Linked DNA regions of Monodelphis domestica: region 2 is linked to region 1. A link is a contact called in public Hi-C data. All regions are on one chromosome and are shown on one strand. The core of a region is the stretch at or near the end of the contact, and the rest is flanking DNA. Distances in the headings are between cores, read along the strand shown.

Region 1 (5,338 bases), core at 101-2,600:
TAAAACAGGGATAAAAACAGCACCTACCTCACCAGGTTGTAAGGATAAACTGATATTTGCAAAATACATAGCACAATGCCAGGTATGTGGTTAATAAATGCTTGTTCCAATATGAGCTCCTCAAGTGTTTGGTTTTTTGCTTTTCTTTGTAAACTCAACACAGCTCAGTGCCTGAGACATTAGAGAAGCTTAATAACTGTTGTTACTTATTAATCAGTTTCTCTGTACCCAGTCCCAGTATTTTCTGCTTGAGTTGTCTCCTCCAGCAGAATGTAAGTTCTTTGAGGGCATAAACTTTTCTCATTTTGCCTTTTGTATCTCCAGAGCCTTGAGCATACTAAGTGCTCAATAGTTATTAATTACAGTCAAAATTCTCTACCTCTAGCCCCAATATTTTCTTTATACCGTGGGGAAGGGGGCCCTCCAGCTTAAGGTAAGCTTATTGGGTGCAGTCGTTAGCATAGTTGGAGCTTAAATAAATGAATATTTGATAGACTAGAAACCCAGAAGGGGCCTCTGAGATCAAATGGTGCACGCCCTCCGCAGAGTTTAGAAACTGAGGGCCAGAGGTGGGGAAATGACTTATCCAAGGTCTCCCAGCTGGTGAGAGGAGGCAGTCAAAGCTGGCCACCAAGCTTTCCACAGCTCCTTCAAAAGGAAAAGAAAGGAGGGAGTTTGGGAAAGAGGAAGAGGGGGTGATTGGGCTGAGGGAGAGAAGAGATGAGACTTTCGGATGGAGAAAAGGATAGTGAAACATTAGGGGGAGGAGCACGTTCGGAGGGAGCGAGGCACGCACGGGGGAGGAGAGGATTAACGCAACCAATGGGAGCCTCGAATCGGCTCAGCCCCTCCTCTCCTCTTTCCCTCTCCCCTCCCCCGCCGAATGTCCACGCGCTCTTCCCCACCCTCTTAGGAGCCCATCAGCAGAGCTTTCACCTCTCCTCCCCAATCTCTCTCTCACTCCACCGTTTCCGAGCAGTAGCGCGAGTGCGGCCGCCGAAACCGAACTTTCGCAGCTCAACGCAGGCCTCTCCTTTCCCCTCTCCTCCCCACGGCGGCTCTCGCGCCTTCCCTCTCCGCGCGCCTGCGCCAACCTTCCGCTGCAGCTCCCAGGCGCAGATGTAGTTCTTGCCAAGCTGTCCTGCCAGTAGGTGCTCGCCGTTGAGCAACGCGAGGCTACGGGGCCCTGTCTGCCCGCCCCGGTACGTGTGGAGGCTGGTCCCGGAGTGCAGCTCCCACACAGCGCAGTTCCACAGCTGGCCCGCCGAGTCCGTACATACCGCCACTTCTACGGGCGCCGCCATCTTTGCTTCCAGGACGCTAGCTCCGCCCTCCTGCCCGCGCGGCGCGGCGATTAGCCGAAAACTAACTCCGCCTCTCTGCTTAGCGGGAGGGTTAGGACACTGCGCCCTCTGCAGGGCCGGAGGACCGGGCGACTCTGACTCCCTCGCGCCTGACCTACCCTACTCTGTGAGTGTGTGCACGTGGGAGGAAGGCTCTGGCTTTTCTAGCTGTAGGTACAAGGACTGCTGACGCGTCCACTCACGTCCCTGGGCCTTAGTTTCCCTATCTGTAGAATGAGGCGTTTAGACTACGTAGCTCCCAAGATCCCTTGCGGCTCCAATTCCTGGTTATATGTCGGATCGTTGTTTAGAAAACCAGAGCCCCTCTACCCCTTTGACAAAACTTCTGGCTTTACAACTTTATGTAGCAAATTTCCAATGTGCAATTCTAAGGTTCTGTGTTTCAAAGTTCCCCACAGCCCAGATGTTTGTTGTTTCTTTTTTTAAAAAAACCTTTACCTTCTGTCTTAGAATCCGTACTGTGTATTGGGTTCTAGGCAGAATAGTAATGGGAGTTAAGGAACTTGCCCAGGGTCACACAGCTAGGAAATGTCTGAGTCCATATTTGAACCCAGGACCTCCCCACTCCAGGCCTGGCTCTCTAACCACCTAGCCATCCAGCTGCCCCTACCACATTGTTTCTTAAACAGTAGAAAGCTAGTTTAACAGTCCTGTCTCCTGCACCGTTTTAAAATTTAATCTGCATTTTAAACATTTTCTCCATTACTTTGTTCATTGTCAATCCTTTAGACAATTGACAAAACAACGACAAAAAGCCCCTAACGGGCTCTTCCAGCTCTGATATTCTCTGTGTTCCCAGGGTCCTCCACATCTGACTTTATAAATGCAATCATGGATTTAAGCAGTTGGAAATTGTGTCTTCTTCTCCCATTACAATTTTAATTTTTTTGAGGGCAGGAATTGTCTTCACTTTTGTGGTTGTGTCTCTAGGGCTTAGAACAGGGCCCAACAGCTAGTAAATACTCTTTCCCTTCATACAATCAGACAAGTAAATCTCTACAGAAATGTGAGTTACAGGGTAAGAATTTAAAGGCTGAAAACTGTAAAGCAGTGGCTAGAGCTCCTGGACCTGGAGTCAGGAAGACCAAGATTCAAATCTAATCTCTGAGGTTTAGTTAGCTATGAGACTGGGGGAATCACTTAACCTCAGCTTCAGTTTCCTTATCTATAAAATGAAAATAACACCTGTCTCCCAGAATTGTGAGGATAAAAGAATAGGGCATTTAAAGAATTTAAAGCACTATATAAATGCTAGCTGTGATTATTACTGCTTGCAGTTTTAACTAGTATCACATAAATGATGGTGATGGAATACTATTATACGATAAGGAATGATGAACTGCCTGATTTCTATATGACCTGGAGAGATCTCCATGAACTGATGTGGAGTGAAATGAACAGAAACAGGAGAACATTGTACACAGTAGCTGAAACATTGTGGGGTGATCAAATGTAATCAACTTGGCTACTAATAGCAATACAATCCCAAGGAACTTATGAGAAAGAAAGCTATCCACATAGAGAGAAAGAATTGTGGGAGTAGAAATGCAGAAGAAAAGATTATGATTTATCACTTGTATATATGATATATGATTTGGGGTTTTGGTTTTAAAAGATTACTCTATGACAAAAATTAATAATATGGAAATAGGTATCAAGTGATAACATATGTATAACCCAGTACAATTGCTTGTCAGCTCCGGGAGGGGAAAGGAAGACAACATAAATCATGTAACCATGGAAAAATATTTAAAAATAAAATCAATAAATAAACTAGTACCACAACTCTGAACTGATAATCTGATCTCTTTGAGCTCTCTGAGGCTGTACTGATTTATACAAAGACCTGTTCTCTATGTCCACATCACACCATCACAAGTTAAAGTAAAAGAAAAAGGAAATAAGGAATAATAGAGATAGCTTCCTTTATTCTAACATTTTTTTCTTTATTCGAATACTCTGTAGTTCACAAAGTCCTTTCCTTACCTCTCCTTTGAATTAGGGCAAATATTTTATGGCACATATTTGACTCTCACTATCATCTGAAAGTCTGAGATTTGGAGAAAGTGGAGTGGGTTATTGTTAGAGATGAGAACTAGAACCCAGATCTACTGATTTCCAGCTGAGGGCTTTCTCTATTACAGTATTCATAGAATTCTTAAATAAGAAAGGAGGGACAGCAGGGTGCTCACATCATTGTAACCTCAGCAGGGAGGGGGAAATGAGCCTTTCTTGAATTGATCTCTGCATCCCCTTCCCACATGCCTGCTGTTGTAAAATACTATGGGCCTCATGCACGTTCAATAAATATTGATGACCACAATGGGAGAGTGATAGTGTCCAGTACTGCTGTGTAATCCATTGGCGTGATCTTCAGAGGTGATTCATTGATGCCTTCCTGAGAATACAAGGTCAGATGAGGCAGAAAAAAGGGCATGAACCATGAGAAGGAAGGAAGGAAGGGAAGAAGGGAGGGTGGGAGGGAGGAACAAAGAAAGGAAGGGAAGAAGGGAGGAAGGAAAGGGATAAATAAAGGGAGGGAAGGAAGCAAACAGGCATTTATTAAGCACTTACTATGTGTCAGGCACTGCCCTAAGTGCTTTCCAAATATCTCATTTGATCCTTATAACCACCCTGGGAGATTAGGTGCTCTTCTTATCCCCATTTATAATTGAGGAAACTGAGGCAGATGTTATGTAACTTGCCTAGCATCACATGTCTAGTAAGTTTCTGAGGCCATGTGTGAGCTCAGAGGTTCCTGACTCTAGTACTCTATCCACTGAGCCACCTAGATGGTAGGAATGAGAGTGGGAAGGCAAACATGGGAATTGAACAGAAATCATCAACTCTTGGACTATCAGGGCAGACAAGGACCTTAAAATATAGGATAGGATAATCTATTCCAGCCCTCAGAATGTACAGATGAGTAAAAGGGGGATCCTGCTTCAAAGATGTTTAGAAGAATAAAGTTGGTGGCATTCTCTCATTTCAGAAGTTCTCTCAGTTTTAGCCTGTGATATTATGCTCCCTTGTGTGAACTAGGGTGTTAAAAATAAGCAATAACCAACATTCATAGTCAGAGGCAGTTAGGAGGAGTAGTGAATAAAGTGCTAGACTTCAAGTCAGCGTAGATAACATGAGTTCAAATCCCACCTTGGACACCTGCTAGCTATGTGGCACTGGGGAAGTCACTTAGTCATCCTAAATCTCAGTTTCCTCAACTGTAAAAATAAGCTGGGTGGCAGCTAGGTGGCTTAGTGGATTGAGAGCCAAGCCTGGAGTTGGGTGGTCCTGGGTTCAAATCTGTCCTCAGATACTAGCTATATGACCATGGGCAAGTCACTGCACTCCTGTTGTCTAGACCTTACCATTCTGTTTTGGAACTGAAATTGGTATTGATTCTAACAGAAGCTAAGGGTTTTTTAAAAAAATAAACTGGAGGGACAATTCTATGGGATTTAGGAGAAAGAATGTTATTTGTATGTAGAGAAAGAACTGTGGGAGTAGAAATCCAGAAGAAACATAATTTATCACTTGGTTCTATGGGCATATGATTGATGGTTTTGGTTTGATCTGATTACTCTTTTACAAAAAATGAATAATATGGAAATTGGTTCTAGTAAATATATGTGTGTGTGTGTGTGTGTGTGTGTGTGTGTGTGTGTGTGTGCAATCCAGTGGAATTTCTTGTAAACTCTAGGGGGTAGAGCGATAAGGAGAGGGAGAAAACATAAATCGTGTAACCATGGGAAAAATTCAAAAATAAAAAGGTGGAAAAATAAAAATGAGCTAGAAAAAGAAATAGTAAACCACTTCAGGATCTTTGCCAAGAAAAAAAGGATCATGACAAGTTGGACACTGCTGAAAAACAACTAAACAATGAACAATATACAGGTGTGATGGATGAAATCTAAAATAATGGAGAAACAAAGGTTTGAGTTTCCAAGCAGATCAATTTATTAAGCAATGCATGC
Region 2 (5,479 bases), core at 1,162-3,661, 140 kb after region 1:
CTCCCTTCTAAGGTATTTGTCCTCCCATTTGTTTCTCCAGGGCTTTTATTTCCTTATTTTTTCCCTCCCACTTCATCTCCTTGCGGTATTCCTGTGATCCTTGTCAAAAGTCCATTTCCCCCCTCTGGATCTCTATGCTTGAGGCTGTTGGCCAATTATTCTCTCCTTTGGGGAAGATCTCTGGGTTTGCAATCACTTTCCATATTGGATAGCGTTCTCTCTGGTTTACCACTCTCTCTAGCTTTAGTTTCTGAACCCAGGTCTTGTGACAGGGTTTGGTGCTGCCCTTTAGGGTGGGGTAGTCAGGTTAGGTTGGACCCTGGTACCCCTGGGTTTCTGTACTGAACTCCCTCTGCCTTCAAGAGGTCCTGCCCCTCATCCCTATTTTTTTTAAACCCTTACCTTCCATCTGAGCTGTAAGGGCTGGGCAATGGGGGTCAAGTGACTCACCCAGGGTCACACAACTAGAAGTGTCTGAGGCCACATTTGAATCCAGGACCTCCTGTCTCTAGGTCTGGCTCTCAATTCATTGAGCCACCCAGCTGCACCCAGACTCCTTCCCCTCCCTCTCCTGCCCCATCTATGAGGTTCAGAGCACTAGAGATCTCTGGGGACTTTCGGGGGCATCTCAGGCCAGTGTTAGGGGACCTTAAGGCCTGGGGGGCCTGGACTGAGCCCCTGTGTGAGCACTGGGCAGTATCTAAGGCTTACTGACCATCCTAGGTCATTCTAGGAGAGCCTGCTGCTCTGTCCTTGCTGCCTGTGTAGACGCAGAGCCTTGCAGGCTACTCTTCCCCCTGGCCAGGCCCTGGTTGAGCTAGAAGGCGGCCCTGAGCTGGACATTTGGGCTTTCCTAGGCTTCTGGCTGCCTTTCTGCCGTTCTAGGGTGGGAGAAGGCAGGAAGAGGTACTAGAGTTTCTTCTTGGATGTCTTGATCATCGTTCGGTCTGGTGCAAACGTTGGGGTTTTACCGGGGTAGGTGTGTGGATGCTGGGGGGCCCACCCTCAGCTGGCAGTCATTTCACACTGCCAGCGGAAAGACTAGAAGCCAGGACTCTCCACCTCCAGCCACGGGATCTTTCTCCTGGGTGCTGGGATGTAAACAATGGCTGTGCCATCCCAGGTCGGGGCAGCTCCCTCTCTGGACTGGGATGGAAGGTGGGGACAGCCGCAGCAGGGCCATCCACCAATGCTATATAAATACACAGCTGTCTCCATAGAAGAGGGTGGGGACAGGGCTGCACCCTCTCTATTTATAGCCTGGGGACAGACTGACTTCATCCCAGGGAGAGGGAGTCCCGGGATGGGAATTTATAAACAGCCCGACAGCTGATCCTGTCACTTTGCAGGGTGCCAAAAGTCCAAAGGACTGCAAACTGATATGGGTGGAGTGGCCCATGGGGAGACCCACAGACAGCCCTGCAACTGACTTGCTCAGTGGCTTGAGGCAAATGGTTTTCCGTTTGGGCCTCGGTTTCCTCATCCATAAAATGGACATCATAACCTTCCACAAGGCTGGTACCCAATGGACCCGAGTTGAAATCCCAGATCTTCTGCTTGCTAGCTGTGTGGCCTTGGGTAAGTCTCCTGACTTGCCTCAGTTTCCTGGCTGATAAAAGGACGAGGATGGATCCAGTGATCTTTGAGGGCCCTGTCCATCTCTAAAGCTAATGGGGTGACCCCGGGGAGAAATTAGGCCGAGTCACCTCTGGAAGTCCAGCCCAGCGCTAGCCTTTTCTCTTCTAAGGTCTCTGCTAGCTGGTGCATCCTTCCCTTGTCTTTCTGGGGAGCCGCGCGGGCAAGGGGACCCTTTCTACACTCTCCCGGCTCAGCTTCTTCCCCGTCCGGCATCTTTCCCCCTATCTTGTGTCCGTCTCCCTCCCTTCCTCCCGGCTGGCCCGTTAGCCATCCCCCGCCTCTCGGGGCTCAGCAAAAAGCCTGAGCAAAGGCAGAAGGCAGGCTGGGGAACTCCTTCCTCCCGCTCGCCAATGGACTCGGGGAGCAACAGTTGCAAGTGACTTTACGTAGATGATCTCCTTTCATCCGTCCCTTTCCTAGGCCAGTGCTAAGTCCGGGCTAGCTCGGGATCCTGTAAACCTCCGAGGAGGTCTAAGCCTCTTAGCAGCCTCCTGCCAGAGACCCAGAAATGTTAGGTGACTTGCCCAGGGTCTCACGACACTCGTTTATTCATTTCACAAACACGGGCTGAGGGGACGAGTGGGAAGCGGGCTGCCCTTGCGGGTCTGGCGGTCTCACCATCCTCGGTGCTGCATAAGGGCTTTGAACCGAGGGAGCTGTCCAACGCAGACGAAAATGGAAGTCTGGCTACCGCGACAAGAGCGGAGGACCCCTGCGCGGAAACTGACTGAGGGTCCAAACTCCCGTGTACACCCTGGGAGCTCCCGATGGGCTGAGCTAGGGGAACCTGGGAGGAGCACCTCTCTACCGTTCTTGAGGCAGGCGGCTCTTGTCTTGGCCTTTGGGAAGATTTTCAGTGGGCAAACAGTGACACCTAGTGGCAGAATGTGAGCCTGCATCCCTGCTTCCTTCAAGATTTGGTCCCTTTTGAGGGAGAAGAGAGAGGGATGGGTTGCGTGGCTGGATCAAACATTTGTATCTACAAGAACCATGGGGGGCAGCTGGGGGGCTCTGTGGATGGAGAGCCAGGCCTAGAGAGGGGAGGTCCTAGGTTCAGATCTAGACACTTCCTGGCTGTGTGACCCTGGGAGAGTCACTTAACCCCCATTGCCTAGCCCTTACCACTCTTCTGCCGTAGAACCCATAAACAGTATGGATTCTAAGATGGAAGGTAAGGGTTTAAAGGAGAAAACAAAGAACCATATACTGGGAACCTGGAGACTTGGTTTCTTGTCCTGGAGGTGTCTTAACTCTTGTGTGGTTGTGGATAAGTTCCCTCCTTTCTCGCTCCCATTCCCCCTTCTATAGCATTCATTTTCTCCGTGCATTAAGTGTCTACTTTGTGCCTGATGCCTTACACTAGGCTCTAGGGACACAAAGAGGAGAAAAGGAAGCATCATCTGCCTTCAAGGAATTTCTGTTCTATTGGGAAGGAGCAGGAAGCAGTATGAGCACAGACAAGTCAACATACAAAATACATACCAAGTTCTTGGGAACAGAGGGGAGGGCTTTTGCAATGGGGGAGAATCAGGACCAATCTCATGCCAGAGGTGAGTTAAGGGGATCCAAAGGCTCCTCCAAGCTCTGAAATTCTAGGGTTCGGGATCTAAACCACCTCCCTGGCACTGGGTTTTGGCTGCCCTATTCCGATTTCCAGACTGGGAGCTCTTTGCAGGCAAGAATCTTACCTTTCTGTGCCCTTACAAAGAATCTAGCTTGAGGACTATGTAATGAGGGAGGGAATGGTTCTAGGATAGGCTGCCCTTATCTAACAGCCAATGCCAGTGGATCAACCATAGGGTCTCACTGGGCCACTGGGGCTGGGACCCCTCCCTCCGGCTGGGGCTGGCGGAGGGAAGCTGGCAGCCCGGAGGACACAAAATGAAGCTCTGTGTTGAGGTTGGCACTAGGGATGCTGGCACTGCCCACACGCCCAGCCAAAGGACAGACCTTGTGGAAAGCCTTGCGGAAGTTGGCTCCTAGGAAGGCATAAAGTACAGGGTTGAGGGAGGAGTTGCTGTAGGACATGCAGTGAGCCCAGATCTTCACCTTATAGGCAGCAAAGTCATGTTGGAAGCCAGGACTAAAGGTCTGGAGGAGGATATAGAGCTGAATGGGGCCCCAGCACACAGCAAAGAGCAGCACAATGGCAGCCACCAAACGGGACACCTTAGCCCGCATGGCTTCCGAACGTTCCGCCAGCAGCTGTACCTAGGTCCAAGAGAGGAAAAGGGAAAATAAGGAAAGGGAGGATATAGAGGATATAGGAAGGAGGGAGCAATGGAGGAGATAGATGGAAGAATAGAAGGGTAGAAGGAATGGATAAAAGGAGGAAGGAGTGGGAGTGCAGGAGATTGATGGAAGGAATAATAAAAGATAGAAGAAATGGAAAAAGGAAGGGATGGATTGAGGGGACAGAAGGAGGGAGGGAAGAATGAATACAAGAAATAAAAGAAGGGAAGGGTGGATAAAGGAGATGGTGGAAGGATGGAGAGATAAAGGACATAAGGAGGAGTGGAAGGGAAGTTAGAAGGAGGGATAGGAGAGACAAAAAGGAAGAATAATAGAGTAGATGAATGGAAAGAGAGATGAATGAATCAAGAAAAGAATAAACGATGTGGCAGAAGGAAGGAGGGATAGAGGAAGGAAATAGAAGTGATGTACTGAGATAGGAGAGGGGGTAGGAATAAGGATGGATAAAGGAACCAAAAGAATGGAAGAATGGATGGAAGAGATGGAAAGATGATTGGAGAGGCATGAGTAGAGGAGATGCATGGAAGGAAGAAGGATGGAGGAAAGAATAGAAGTAGGGATTAATGGAAGGAAAAGGAAGAAGAAATGGGAAAAAGGAATGATAATGAGAAAAGAGAGATGGATAAAGAAGATAGAAGGAAGGGCAAGAAGGGATGAATACAGGGGATGGAGGGAAGGAGAGAAGGAAAGATGGAAGGAGGGGCCAAAGGAAGGAAAGAGTGAGAATGATAGAAGAATGGAGGAGAGGATGGAAGAAAGAAAGGAAAATGGGAAGGAAGGAGAGAAGAAGAGAGGGAGGAAGTGAGAGGTAGAGGAAGAAGACAGGAGAGAAACACAAGCCACAAAGGCTGTTATCCAGAACTCCTATTCAGTGCTTCCTTCCTTCTTCTATCTTCCCCTCTTTTCCCCTAACTCCCTCCATCCAGAGGAGTGTAGACCTTGCCATATAAGGATAAAAGACCAATTGTAGGAACTAGAGATGTTTAACTTGGAGAGGAGAAGACTTGGGGAGACAAGCTTGCTGTCTTCATGTATGAAAGACAGTGGGGTGGAGTGGGGATTAGGCATGTTCTATTTGGCCCACAGGGGAGAATTAAGACCAGTGAGTGTGGGTTGCAAAAGGGTACATTCCCGGCTAGACTCCAAAACTTTCTAATAATAAATGGTGGCCAAAAGTAGAATGTGCTGAAGAGGGAAGGAGTTCTCAATTTCTAGAACCCTCCAAGAAGAACCTGGCTGAGCATTTGTGCGGGATGTTTTTGAGGGGATCCCCTTTACAAGAGGATGTTTGTCATCCTAGATGGACTAGGTTGCCTCTGAAGGCCCTTCCAACTCCGAGATCCTGTGATTCTTTGCTGTTCCTCCATTCGACTCCTTCTCAGAAGGTCTGGGGTCAGTGTCTCATCCAGGGTCCCAGAATCTCAGTCTTGGAAGGGAACTCGGAGGTCACGTAGGCCCCATTCCTGAACAGAAATGTCTTCTACAATCTCCCTGATAAATAGTCATCTAGCCTTTATTCAAAGACAGCATGGCCTAGCAGATGAAGAACTAGACTTGGGCTAAGGAAGAGATAGGTTCCAATACAACC

The links. A called contact is a pair of places that touch in the nucleus more often than the background predicts.
Region 2: a contact with region 1 is called in a Hi-C map of spleen and liver, with 13 times the contacts expected there. The contact joins the enhancer-like site here to the promoter of WDR18 in region 1. A contact is called at or near these places in 2 of 2 Hi-C or Micro-C datasets (limb and spleen and liver).

Annotation. Positions count from the first base shown.
Region 1 is chr3:80,149,570-80,154,907 of mMonDom1.pri, forward strand. It overlaps WDR18 (WD repeat domain 18), which reads right to left and starts at 1,351. Exons shown (of 10, transcript XM_007489385.3): 1 at 1,095-1,351. The coding sequence starts at 1,304.
Region 2 is chr3:80,284,075-80,289,553 of mMonDom1.pri, forward strand. It overlaps KISS1R (KISS1 receptor), which reads right to left. Exons shown (of 5, transcript XM_056822263.1): 5 at 2,163-3,849. The coding sequence ends at 3,442. Among named protein-coding and RNA genes, the nearest start is that of KISS1R, 9.5 kb to the right of the region's middle. Within about 2 kb of position 2,412, at least 1 of the 2 cell types and tissues checked has open chromatin away from gene starts, as enhancers often do. A contact at or near this core is called in limb, where this site is marked.